Regions from separate parts of the Zea mays genome. Here all the other regions are linked to region 1. Evidence: chromatin contacts called from public Hi-C data. All regions are on one chromosome and are shown on one strand. Each heading gives the region's core, a stretch centred on a gene start, on an enhancer-like site or on the middle of the called end of the contact. The rest is flanking DNA. Distances are from core to core; before and after follow the strand shown. Region 1 holds the start of LOC100382815. Region 2 holds the start of LOC100383243. Region 3 holds the start of LOC103635834 (Protein RNA-directed DNA methylation 3).

Evidence for each region. A called contact is a pair of places that touch in the nucleus more often than the background predicts.
Region 2: a contact with region 1 is called in a Hi-C map of leaf mesophyll, with 3 times the contacts expected there. The contact joins the promoter of LOC100383243 here to the promoter of LOC100382815 in region 1. A contact is called at or near these places in 5 of 25 Hi-C or Micro-C datasets (ear, endosperm, leaf and 2 more).
Region 3: a contact with region 1 is called in a Hi-C map of leaf, with 6 times the contacts expected there. The contact joins the promoter of LOC103635834 here to the promoter of LOC100382815 in region 1. A contact is called at or near these places in 14 of 25 Hi-C or Micro-C datasets (bundle sheath, ear, endosperm and 3 more) and 1 of 3 datasets of contacts at active chromatin or transcription factors (leaf).

What each region holds. Positions count from the first base shown.
Region 1 is chr8:125,666,059-125,669,699 of Zm-B73-REFERENCE-NAM-5.0, forward strand. LOC100382815 reads left to right here and starts at 1,884. Exons shown (of 14, transcript NM_001175515.1): 1 at 1,884-2,006; 2 at 2,654-3,039. The coding sequence starts at 2,828.
Region 2 is chr8:125,334,965-125,338,605 of Zm-B73-REFERENCE-NAM-5.0, forward strand. LOC100383243 reads right to left here and starts at 1,732. Exons shown (of 13, transcript XM_020542256.2): 1 at 1,499-1,732; 2 at 790-1,007. The coding sequence starts at 967. It overlaps LOC103635833, which reads right to left. Exons shown (of 1, transcript XM_020543383.2): 1 at 3,415-3,641. The coding sequence ends at 3,556.
Region 3 is chr8:125,384,764-125,388,404 of Zm-B73-REFERENCE-NAM-5.0, forward strand. LOC103635834 (Protein RNA-directed DNA methylation 3) reads right to left here and starts at 1,659. Exons shown (of 21, transcript XM_008658209.3): 1 at 1,262-1,659; 2 at 365-609; 3 at 126-281. The coding sequence starts at 1,511.

The DNA of each region.
Region 1 (3,641 bases), core at 634-3,133:
TCACAGATGGTCCGACACCTACGTGCGGACGGTTCGATGATCAGACAAACGGTCCGGCTAACCCAGCTGGACAGTCCACCTATGACCGAAGGCGTCAGCCTCTACACGGAGCAAGGAAAGAGACGCAAGGGCGAATCACATATAGTCGGCTGATCAAAGCCGACTCTAGTTTTGATCAGTTGCTCTCCAAAAATGCTAGCAAAAAGACTGTTCCACGTGATCGGTCAATGAAGAAACCCCGGTCACCTGCTAAAACGAAACGACCGAACAAAACGGTCCAAAAGGCGACGCGACAAGCATCGCCTGTTCATCCTATGAGACCAGGGTACTTCCCACCTGTTTATTCATCGTTGGTATATTGTCTTACTCAAATGTGGAATGGCACGACGACGAATCCATGGTACATTTATAGTCCCTTTGTCTATTCGGGCTTGGGGCACCTCCATTCTATTCATTTTGATCCATTGATCAAATGGTCATGGCCGAGAAAGATACAATCCAAAACGGCCTTTATACATTGGTGCTTTATTGAATGATCTCCATTTTGAAAAGCCGGTGAATTACATTAGGTTTAGTTCATATGCTTTTGGTTCGTCAACCTTCACCAAAAGGCAGGGGGCATATGTTGGAGATCAAAAAGAGTCACGCGGATGGTCCGGCCCGAAGGCCGAACGGTCCGCGGTCCGGACTGTCCGCGGTGGCGGCGCGGACGGTCCGCGCCTGCGCAGAGACAGTTAGGGTTCCTAGTTTCTCGCGGGATTTGTTACCTAAAAGCGTGGGATTGACTCGGAAATCAGTTCGAAGCGGATCAAGACCTTCCCCTTTATATAGATGAAGGGCTACGACCGATTGAACCCCCAACAATCGATCAAATCAAATCTATCTCTCGTTTTTACCTTACGCATTAGGAGTAGTTCTAGTTTAGCCCTAGTTTAGTATTCCAATCCCCAATTTCTCCACTTCTCTTCGGCTCTACGTCGATTAGAGGAGTCTAGGTCGGCCTACCCGAGCCTAGACAACCCCTAGGATCTCTCCTCCCCGACGGGGTCCCTCCCGGGAGCGAGATCCAGGCGCCGCCGGCGACCTTCGCCGCCCCTGCGCACGCGCGGACCGTCTGCCCTGTAGTCGCGGACCGTCCGACCGTCAGACAGGGAACGCCAGCCCCTGTACCAGGTCGCGGACCGTCCGACCCCTGGTCGCGGACCGTCCGCGCCTCTGCAGAGGGCACCACCACCGGTTCTCACGCAGTGTTTGGCGCCCGAAAAAGGTGTCAACACTGACCTATCTTATATAATACACTAGGTGAGTGCCCGTGCGTCACAGGCCCGAGTTTCTTTTCGATGTCATCTCGGACAGCTCGTATATGTCATCTTTTATCTCATAACTATATAACACATATGTGCATATATAAGTTATTGAGATATTACCTAGTACTTAAATAACAATTATGAGTGTTAAATATAGGTTTAATACAATTTTATTGTCTTTTAGTCTCGATTTGTTAAATTAGTTTTAATTACAATATATTTAACTCTTATTATTATCATTTAAATATTTGTAATTATTATTTAAATATTCGATATAAAAACTTCTTGGAATACATACAGAAGCCGAGCCAGAGAAGGAAACATGCAGGAAGTTTCGTGCGGCGAGAGTCAAAGCCTAGAGAAGCTACTACTCTCCTCCCACAGGCCACACCCACAGCCCACAGGGCACAGGCTCCCGGCTCTCCCCCGCTCGGCCGCCTCCCGTCGCCTCTCCTGCAGTCGGACAGGGTCACCCACGTCTCTCTCTCTCGTACTCCTCTCACACACTCTTCACACGGTTTGCCTTGCCCACGAAAAGACAACCAACCCGGGGCCAGGGGGCAAGCGGAGAGCAGGGAAGGAAGGGAGAGGAAAAGGAAAAGCGGGTCGCGAGTGCCCCCCACCCCCCGCTTTTGCTCCAATCGGCGCCGCCTCGCGCGAGATCCGCTCCGCGTGCCCCGCCGCCGCGCTGCTGCCGAGGTGAGCTCCGCCCGCCCCCCTCCCCCGCTGATCCGCGCTGGGGCTCCGCTCCTGCACACGCCCGATTTGACACTCGGTTGCCGGCTCGGGATTCCCCCCTGCCTGCTGTTCGCGTCTGCGGTTTGGGTCGGGGCCGTGCTCGGAGCTGCGGGGGTCGTGCTGCCGCGGAGGGTCTCCGTGGTGAATTGCAGCTCCGCCCTGCGTGGCTCTGGTTCTGGTCTCACTTCTCAGGGAGTCGCCTGAGCGGGTTGGTTTTCGGTCAGTCGATGGGTTTTGCTGCTGCTTTTAGGCAGCATTTTTTAGGGTGTCGCGCCACGGGCCACGGCAATGCGATTCCCGGACTGAACTTCGCGGCTCCGGGCGTGGAAATGAAGTTGTTGGACTACTTTTTTGTGGGGCGTTCATGTTTGGAGCTGAGATCTTTTTCTTCTTTCCTCCTGGTTTGGAACCAGTGCTTTTGCTACTCCTTTTGATGGATAATTCGAGTTCGGGGTCGTCGGATTCTGAAAACTGGAGTAGCTTTACATGTGTGTCGAATTATTATAGCCAGAACTGTTCCGCTGACATTTTCAGTTCCATCTAGTCGTGCCGTGCGTGTCACAACTTGGTCTAACGACTCTGATCGCGGATTATTTTATTTGTTTCAGATAGAGGGTGTCGTCCCCGGCATCGGGTTCCACGGAGAGTTGTTGATTTGGGTACCTGATCCAATTGGGGGTGGATTGAGTCGCTTGACCTTTTCAACATCTGTCCCGTTCCTGCTGCTTTGGTCACCATAAGAGGCTTGCCTGGTTCCAGAGATGATGTCATTGTGAGTGGAGATGGATTCTGCGAGAAGTTGGTTCCAGAAGTTCCAGCCGAGGGACAAATCGAAGAGTCCAGCTGTGTCTGCCAGCCATGGAAAGGATCCAGGAAAGCCCCCAACTGATGATGCCCCTTCTAGTGCGACGAAACAGAGGGTCGCCGCCGCAAAACAGTACATTGAGAATCACTACAAGACCCAGATGAAGTCCCTGCAAGATAGGAAAGAGAGGTAGGCAGTTCAGTGGACATAAACTTATTTTTACCTCTGCCTGCTTCGGTTATATATTAAGCATCCATCAGAGTTTTACATGCAAGCAGCAAAATCCTAAATTATCAATTAAGTGTTGAATTGAAAGAAATGAAGGTCCCCATCTTGCTGTTATCGAGCAGGATGCCCAACCACACACATGCCATGCATGTTTGGACGGGAATGACAGACACAGGTGCAGCCACACGGATGATTAAGATTAAGTCCTTACAAGTGTGTGGGCACCATTGTTGTGCCCAGAATAGAAAGCTCCGTTACTGAGTTAACTCAAGTTAGGTAGCTTCAGTACCGTATTAAGTCGTAGCTCTTTTTCGTGAATTAAATTAAGCTGTAGCTCTGTAGTGAATAGTGATACACAATGATCTAGCAAAGCTATGAACTCAACGCCAAATATGATTTATGGAATTTTTGTAGGATCGACTCGTTCAAGTAAACTTACATACTCATTCTAAATGATGTTCGCCATACTCGTTTCAAAACCTAAACAATTAAGGCCCTGTTTGGCATAGCTCTAGCTCCAGAAAATTTTGTTGGACAAGTCATTAGGTACTCTAGAAAATTGT
Region 2 (3,641 bases), core at 482-2,981, 330 kb before region 1:
TAGACCAACTACTACTCTCCCAGTGCCAACAATGGTTATTTTTCTTGGACTAAAATATGTTTCCACTTTTGAACAATGGACCCGGACTAAGCAAGATGCCCAGAATGACCAAAAGCTCTTTCTTCCATCCTCCACTCCGCAGCTGTCATCGCCACAACTACCTCCTTGCCCACCTCCACCTCCCGGTTTCCTCCTCACCACTTCATGACCGGTAGAAACCAACAATTTAAAGGTTTTCAAGAAGTAGACCCCACCTCTGCTTCATAAAAACTGCCGCTAACTGACCACCATCCCCCTTCTTCCACGTTTCCATCTGCACCTTTTCATCCTCCTCCCAACCAGCTGGCACAAGCCCCACATTCCTAGCCCAATTAGTCACCAACTCGGACCACCTAGTCGATAAAACTGCCCAGACTATCGACTGTGCTCTTGTGTGGCAGAATGGTGGCGATAAACGCCTAGGTAGCAGCATATTCTACCTTCTAGAACACTATCTAAAATATTGATGGAGGAAGCAATACCAGTCCCTTTAGCAACGGTAAGAATGGTCAGTTCACTATATATAGGCCTTCAGCTAGCATGCGACAATAGATGAATAAACAAAATGCACACTCTCCCTTAAAGCTAAAAACTTTTTAACCAGAGCTTTTGTAAGATGTCAAGACTTCGGGAACAAGCTACTGTATCTACTATGTTAATCATAAGTAGGTCAATGAAATTTTGGCCATGTAGAACAAAATCATTTAGCACACCAAAGTAACAGGCATTAGATCAAGTGCATTCACGCACCAGGATCATCATCATCACCATCGCTATCCCAGAAGGGTGGGGATGTTGAAGGGGTGTCACTGTCTGCCCGCTCACAGGACCTCCACTCGGAGAAGGACTCGCCAGAGAGACTGCGTTCATCATCCCTCATTCCAGTTGTGCTAGCAGCTGAATCATCTGTTACTGCAGAACCTGCCATCCACAAAATCCACGACCGCTCCAGACAACCTTATTCGCAGCTGTATGCAGAACAAAATCAGTTCACACACCAAACGCGTGAATGGGTGAAAAAATATTATGGCCTGGTAGAAAATCAGCACCCAGCAATTCAGAAAGCATCTTTATTAGGTCCCTGGAAAATTAGCACTCGTGCCAAATAGTTTTATTATAAACCCATGCTTCCCAGGTTTGTACTCCCCTACAAACCGGGGAGGGGGGGGGGGGTGCTGTGACCACTCACCAGTAATCATCTAAAAAAATATACATGCTCCAGCACTGATTACAGGATTCAGACTGGGACGGACCCAGCAAGGGACAGGGGTGTAAACAAAAATCATTTTTTTTCAAACAAAAATCGAAGTTAGTGGCCATAATACGTATATACACTTGTTCTTTTAATCAAGCTACTTATAATTAGATCAGATCCGAATACAGATGACCAAATAGCTTAAGTTAGGGTTTGGGCTCTCGGTTTCGCACAGCAGGAGGGGGGCAAAAGGGGCGGGCATACCTGGTAGGTCCTCGTCACCAGCGAAGGGTCCGACGAAGACCTGGCTCCTGGCTTGGGCGGCGGCGGTCGCCCAGTCGTCCCCGCGAGAGGGAGAGAGCGCACGCGGGGCGGGGTGAACGGGAGAAGAAAAGGCAAGGTGAACGCAGTACAGAGTTTTTTCCTGGCCCGGAGCTGGAATGGTGGATACCCGATGCCGTGGTTTGGCTATGATGCACGCACGCATCCAAACCAAACATTGGGTCTGTTTGGACAGCTTTTTTCTGGAAAAAAAACTAAGAATCATTAGACAGTTTTTTTCAACCTCCAAATCAGAGTTTAAGTTTTAGAAATCATTAGATTTCTTCTAGATTCCTTCAATTTGACCACTCGATAAATTTTATATTCATCTTAATTTAAACAATTTTCATATAAACGATTCTTACATAGATGAATTTAGAAGCGAAGTTTTTGACGGCCACAACTGATTTAGACAGCCAAGAGTTGAGGACTCTACACTGCTTCAATATTATATCTTCTCTAAAATGAGTCTAAGGGTCAACCTAGCCTACATAATTGGAAATTTTGATACAACTTCTATCACCTATATGGAAGCACTTCCTCCAGTAGTTGTACACATAGAGAAAAAACTAATGGTAGAATAAACTATTTTGATATGACTGATGTATTCTAAGGACTGTTTAGCACTGTTTCACTTTGCAAAATCTAGCTTAACTTCACATAACTCTAGGTAAACACTCACAGCTTCACCAAATCTATAAAAGCAGCCAAAATGGTACTTCACAAATATATATCTTCAACTCTCTCATGAAGTTAATGTGAGATTATCCACCTTTGTCATCGATTATACACTCACTCACCACACGTTTTCTGTCGTTCTATTCTCAGGAAGGTCAAGCGCTCCGTTTTGTAATACCGAGAACTAGCAACAAAGACTTTAACATCATACGTACTAGACATAGAAAATTCTTTCTGGATCCGTCAAAACTCTTATCATCGGACTCCCCTTAGGAAAGCAAGGCCATCCAGGGCAGCGTACTGTGCATAACTTAATTAGGGTGTGTTTGGTTAAGAAGTGGAGGAGGATGGAGCAGCTATATTCCTATTTTCTAAATGTTTGGTTTCCAATAAAAGAGGAGTAGAGTGGCTCTTGGAGTCTACACATAAAAAATAACCATAAATAGTTGGAATACTCCTGCTCCACCAAAACGACTAGAGCGCTTTCCTCCCTCTCCTCTTCTCTGCACTCATATGGCTCTCCAAACAAACAAAGAACGTAACGACTTCGTTATATTCTACTATTCAATCAAACAAAAAAATAGAACGCAGAATAGAACGACCCATTTTAAAAACCTGGAATGGAGCCGGTCTACTATAGTTGACTCTCTAACCAAACACAAACTTATAAAAATTAGGTGTTGTGGGATCTAACCATGTCAAGTCTAGACATAGAGACGCGCAGATCTGCAAATAGATTATTTTTTCAGGTTTATCGTTCAATGAGAGTAATGTTAAACAACACCCGGTTGTTTGTGACACCGTGACGCGCAAAGTTTGGCCATCAAATCTGGCGTACACTTCTTTATCTACTGTCTGATCTCTTCAATTTGTTTTATTTTTATCTATTCTGCGGGATGCACTTACCGGTGATTTTTTATATATATATAAATGAGAGTTCGCGTCTAAAATTTTAGCTGTAATTTTGTTCTCTCACCCATTTGATACTAAACGTTTGATGTGGATCTAATAGGTTGAAAATGAGAAGTGCTTCATGTAGAGTTGACATGTGTGACTTAAATACCAACGTTGATATATGGTTGTTGTTGTCTCTTGTTTTGGATTAATAAATCATGAATTACTAGATAATTTTAGTGTCGTACCTCAGTTTACCACTAGACTCGTAATTGTAGCCGTGCTCGTTGAAAAATCGTATGACAACGGCATTCTAAACACTCGAATGATACATAGACAAACTCAGTAATAATCACTCCGTCATTGCCTCTGCATGATTGGTGGTCGCTCCAGGACGCCGGCATGAGACAGCAGCGCCCACAGCTGCGTCATGAACTCGCCGCCGGCGCCGAGCATCTCAGCGTGAATGTCCACGTTGTCCGATGGCGCGAGGAACAGCACGAGCTCCGTCCAG
Region 3 (3,641 bases), core at 409-2,908, 280 kb before region 1:
TGGAGGGAGTATGTTATACATAACAGCGATAGAATAATAAGCACTGCACTACATGTCAACCAGCATGCTCTTTCTGTATGTATGAACTTTTTTTTCTCTTGCTGTAAAAGGAACAGATTGTGTACCTCTGTAACATCACAGGCCTTCTCCGCTTCAACAAAAACAAACCCTCTTATGTGATCAAGTGCAAATGCTGTAATAATTGGCACTTTGGTACCAATTTTTCGAAGGTCAACAAATTTTTGCATGAAGCAGAAGGCCATTTGGCGCTCACGCCCAACCTGGAAAGCAGTTAACCAAATCAGCACATCCACAACAAATGCTAGTCGAGCAATGCCAAGTCAAGAGTTTGGTAATCACAAACCATGCATTTAACTCTCCAAATAGTCGGCTCTTTGAGTGCACAATCCATGGAGAAAATGTCATCGTCTTCTCTAGAATAGCTCCGATCAGCAGCGTATTTCACACGATTACTGTATCGGTTCTTGATGAATTCCTCAAGTTCATCGCCACTAAGCTCCTCTTCCTTCACAAGAAATGGAAGAGGGTGTGACCTTTCAGTTCTTTTGTGACTCAGATTTTGTGCATGTTCCCCACCAGTAAAGAAACCTGCAGTGGACATAAACAAGATTACATGAGCAATCACTAGGCAATAATACCTTCAAATACATTTACGGTGAAAGAGTATGATATGACTATGAAATGACATTAATTCAATGATTAGTATAGAACATAGATCCTAGGCAACCAGATAATTGGTGACAACATTAAGCCAAAGTGCAATGTCAGTTTGCTGTAAGGCCTAACTGCTTGATGACACTGAGAAAAGTCAGACATCACATTTTGCTCAAGGACTAACTCCAAAACCAAAAATAACAAAATTTGCATTACTATCTATTAGCAAATAGGGATGATTTCGACCTCGTGCAACTACCACACTACTAAAATATCGGATTCTACAACTTTTAGGGTAGAAGTGAAATTTCTGCAGTGCTGTATAAGGGTTCCTGTCGTTAAGACGGGAAAACCCCTCAAAACCCCATCAATTAACACAGCTCACTCCTCAAAACCTAGGTGACAGAATAATAGATACAAGAGAGAGAGAGAGAGAGAGAGAGAGAGAGAGAGAGAGAGATCCCAAATTGCGCAGAACACAAACCCCCACATAATCCACATTGTGTAGAACACAAACCCCAGATGGATCCACTCGACCCATCCACTCTCACGCATGCCTCGGGGAACGAACCGAGTCCGTACTCACCATCATCGGTGTCATCCTCGGACTCGAGCTCGTCCTCCTCATAATCGTCGTCGACGCCAGCTACGTCGTCGACGAACTGGAGGACCCCGGCGCGGCGGCGGCGCTTCGCAGCGGATGACGACGAGGGCCCCGCCCCCGCGTCACTAGAGGCCATCCGCCGCTTCCCGCCGGACCCGGAGGCACCGCCAGCGCCAGCGCCAGGGCCAGGGGATTCGGCGGCCACCTGCTTACCCTTCCCCTTCACCGCCATGGCGGAGTAGGATGGAGTGGGGAATAGAAGACAAAGCGGCTCGCCGAGGTTAACCACTCCCGGCCAGGGCCAGGCCACCTTCCGTTTCCGAGGACGCAGAGGGAGGTTTGCAGATGCCCCCTTGAAGTAGTATAGAATTGCTTTTGTTTTTCTATCTTTGACCACCAACCGCAATAATATTCATTCAGTCGCAGGACTTATCAAAATACTCGCACCAACATGAATACCTTCCTATGATACGCATACACCCGTATTCAGGGGGTGTTTGGTTTCTAGGGACTAATATTTAGTCCCTTCATTTTGTTCTATTTTAGTATATAAATTGATAAATATAGAAACTAAAATTTTATAACTAAAGTGGAATAAAATGTAGGGACTAAAAATTAGTCCTTAGAAACCAAACACCCCCTTAGTCTCACGCGAGCTTGGTCGGGCAGATACAGTTTCTGGCGTATGTATAGATGTAGATAAATAGCCTGAAAATAATTTATTTTGCATCTACTTATGTAATCAATGTTCCTTGCATATAGTCAACCAAACAGACGCTCAACTAGAATCATCGTACGAGATGATTAAGGATGGAATGGTGCGGAGTAACCAATCAGGTAGATAGTTTTACGTAGTGTCATATCTTATGTTTTTAACCTTCAAACGTACCAAACTTATTCTTCTTTGCATGTCTTTTTTTCTCGCTAAAAATTAAACACACATGCGATCATATTGAAACTCATGTAGAACCAACATACATATACATATTATCTTTTATCAACATAACAACCATATAAATAAAAAACATATAGACTACAAATAAATAAGAAGATTATCATGTTCGTTACCAACGTAAACATCTAAAATAAATATGTATCGAATTTCATCACCAACATATTAATCATACACATAAAAACCAACTAGTAGTTTGCCCGTGCGTTGCGACGGCTTATAACATATTGTCGTAGAGAAAATTCTCCGGCCAGGTGGCGGAACGCACCCGCCCAAAATCCTTAGATGAGGAGGGAACCTAAGCGTTTTGTCTGTTACGTGGAATCGGGAAGAACACGAGAACACACAAGGGTTTAGAGTGGTTCGGGCCGCCGGAGCGTAATACCCTACTCCACTGTGTGGTGTATTGAGCTTGAGAGCTTGTATGAACTTGTGAGTCTGAGAGTCTAAGTGAGCTTGAGCCTAAGTTGGGTCTGCCTTGTAACGTCGTGTGCCCTCCCTTTTATAGATCAAGGGGGGCACGTACAATGATACTGAGCCCCGACATGTGGCCCAGGGGCAAAACGGAGGGAATACATTATAGAAGTATCAAATGTCAGTATCGCCCAGAAGATCTCCGAGCGCCATAATGTTCGTAGTGCATATAGTATTAATATCTCGCGGCTGCTTCCTCGGTAACGCGCGAGTCATGATGGGCACAGTGTATGCCGCAGCACGGGCGTACTGTCTGCCAATGGAATGGACAGGCACGCCGCCTGCGGGATGGCCTGGTCGCCGCCTGCCAGCGGAGTGGACAGAGCACATTAAATGCCGAGGCGGCACATCGCCTGCCAGCGGAGTGGACAGGGCTCATTAAATGCTGTGGCGGCACATCACCTGTTAGTGGAATAGACAGGCGGCGCGCCTTATCCGCAATAAATGCAGCGGCCGCGCGGCCCAGAGGCCTTACGTCAGGCTCCGCCCGCTCGCTTATGTCACGGGCAGTGGGCCACGTGGCAGCATCGGGTCTCCGCCTGAGCGGGGAGCAGATGCGTACACGGTATGGTCCGGACACGTGTCGGCTCTGGACCCCCGCCTGGCCTTGATTAAGGCCTGGGTATTCTTTGTCCCAGAATCCCGGGACCTTGCTGTGAGTGACCCGGACCCCACACAGAAGGGTCCGAGACCCGTCCCAGGGGTCCGGCTTACGCCCGTGGAAGTCCTGGACCTTACCCGGAGGTCCGGTCCGTACGTACAGGGGTCTGGCACTTTCCCTTGGAGGTCCAGACCCACTGTTGATACCTTGGAGCATATTGTCTTTCCTGGCCACGTGGCAACCCGGGAGCCATCCACGTGGTGGGGTCGGGTGCTGTTTACCACGCGACTAGAGATAGCCGCGTGGGCACCGTTGAAAGGGAAATAGGCTTACAC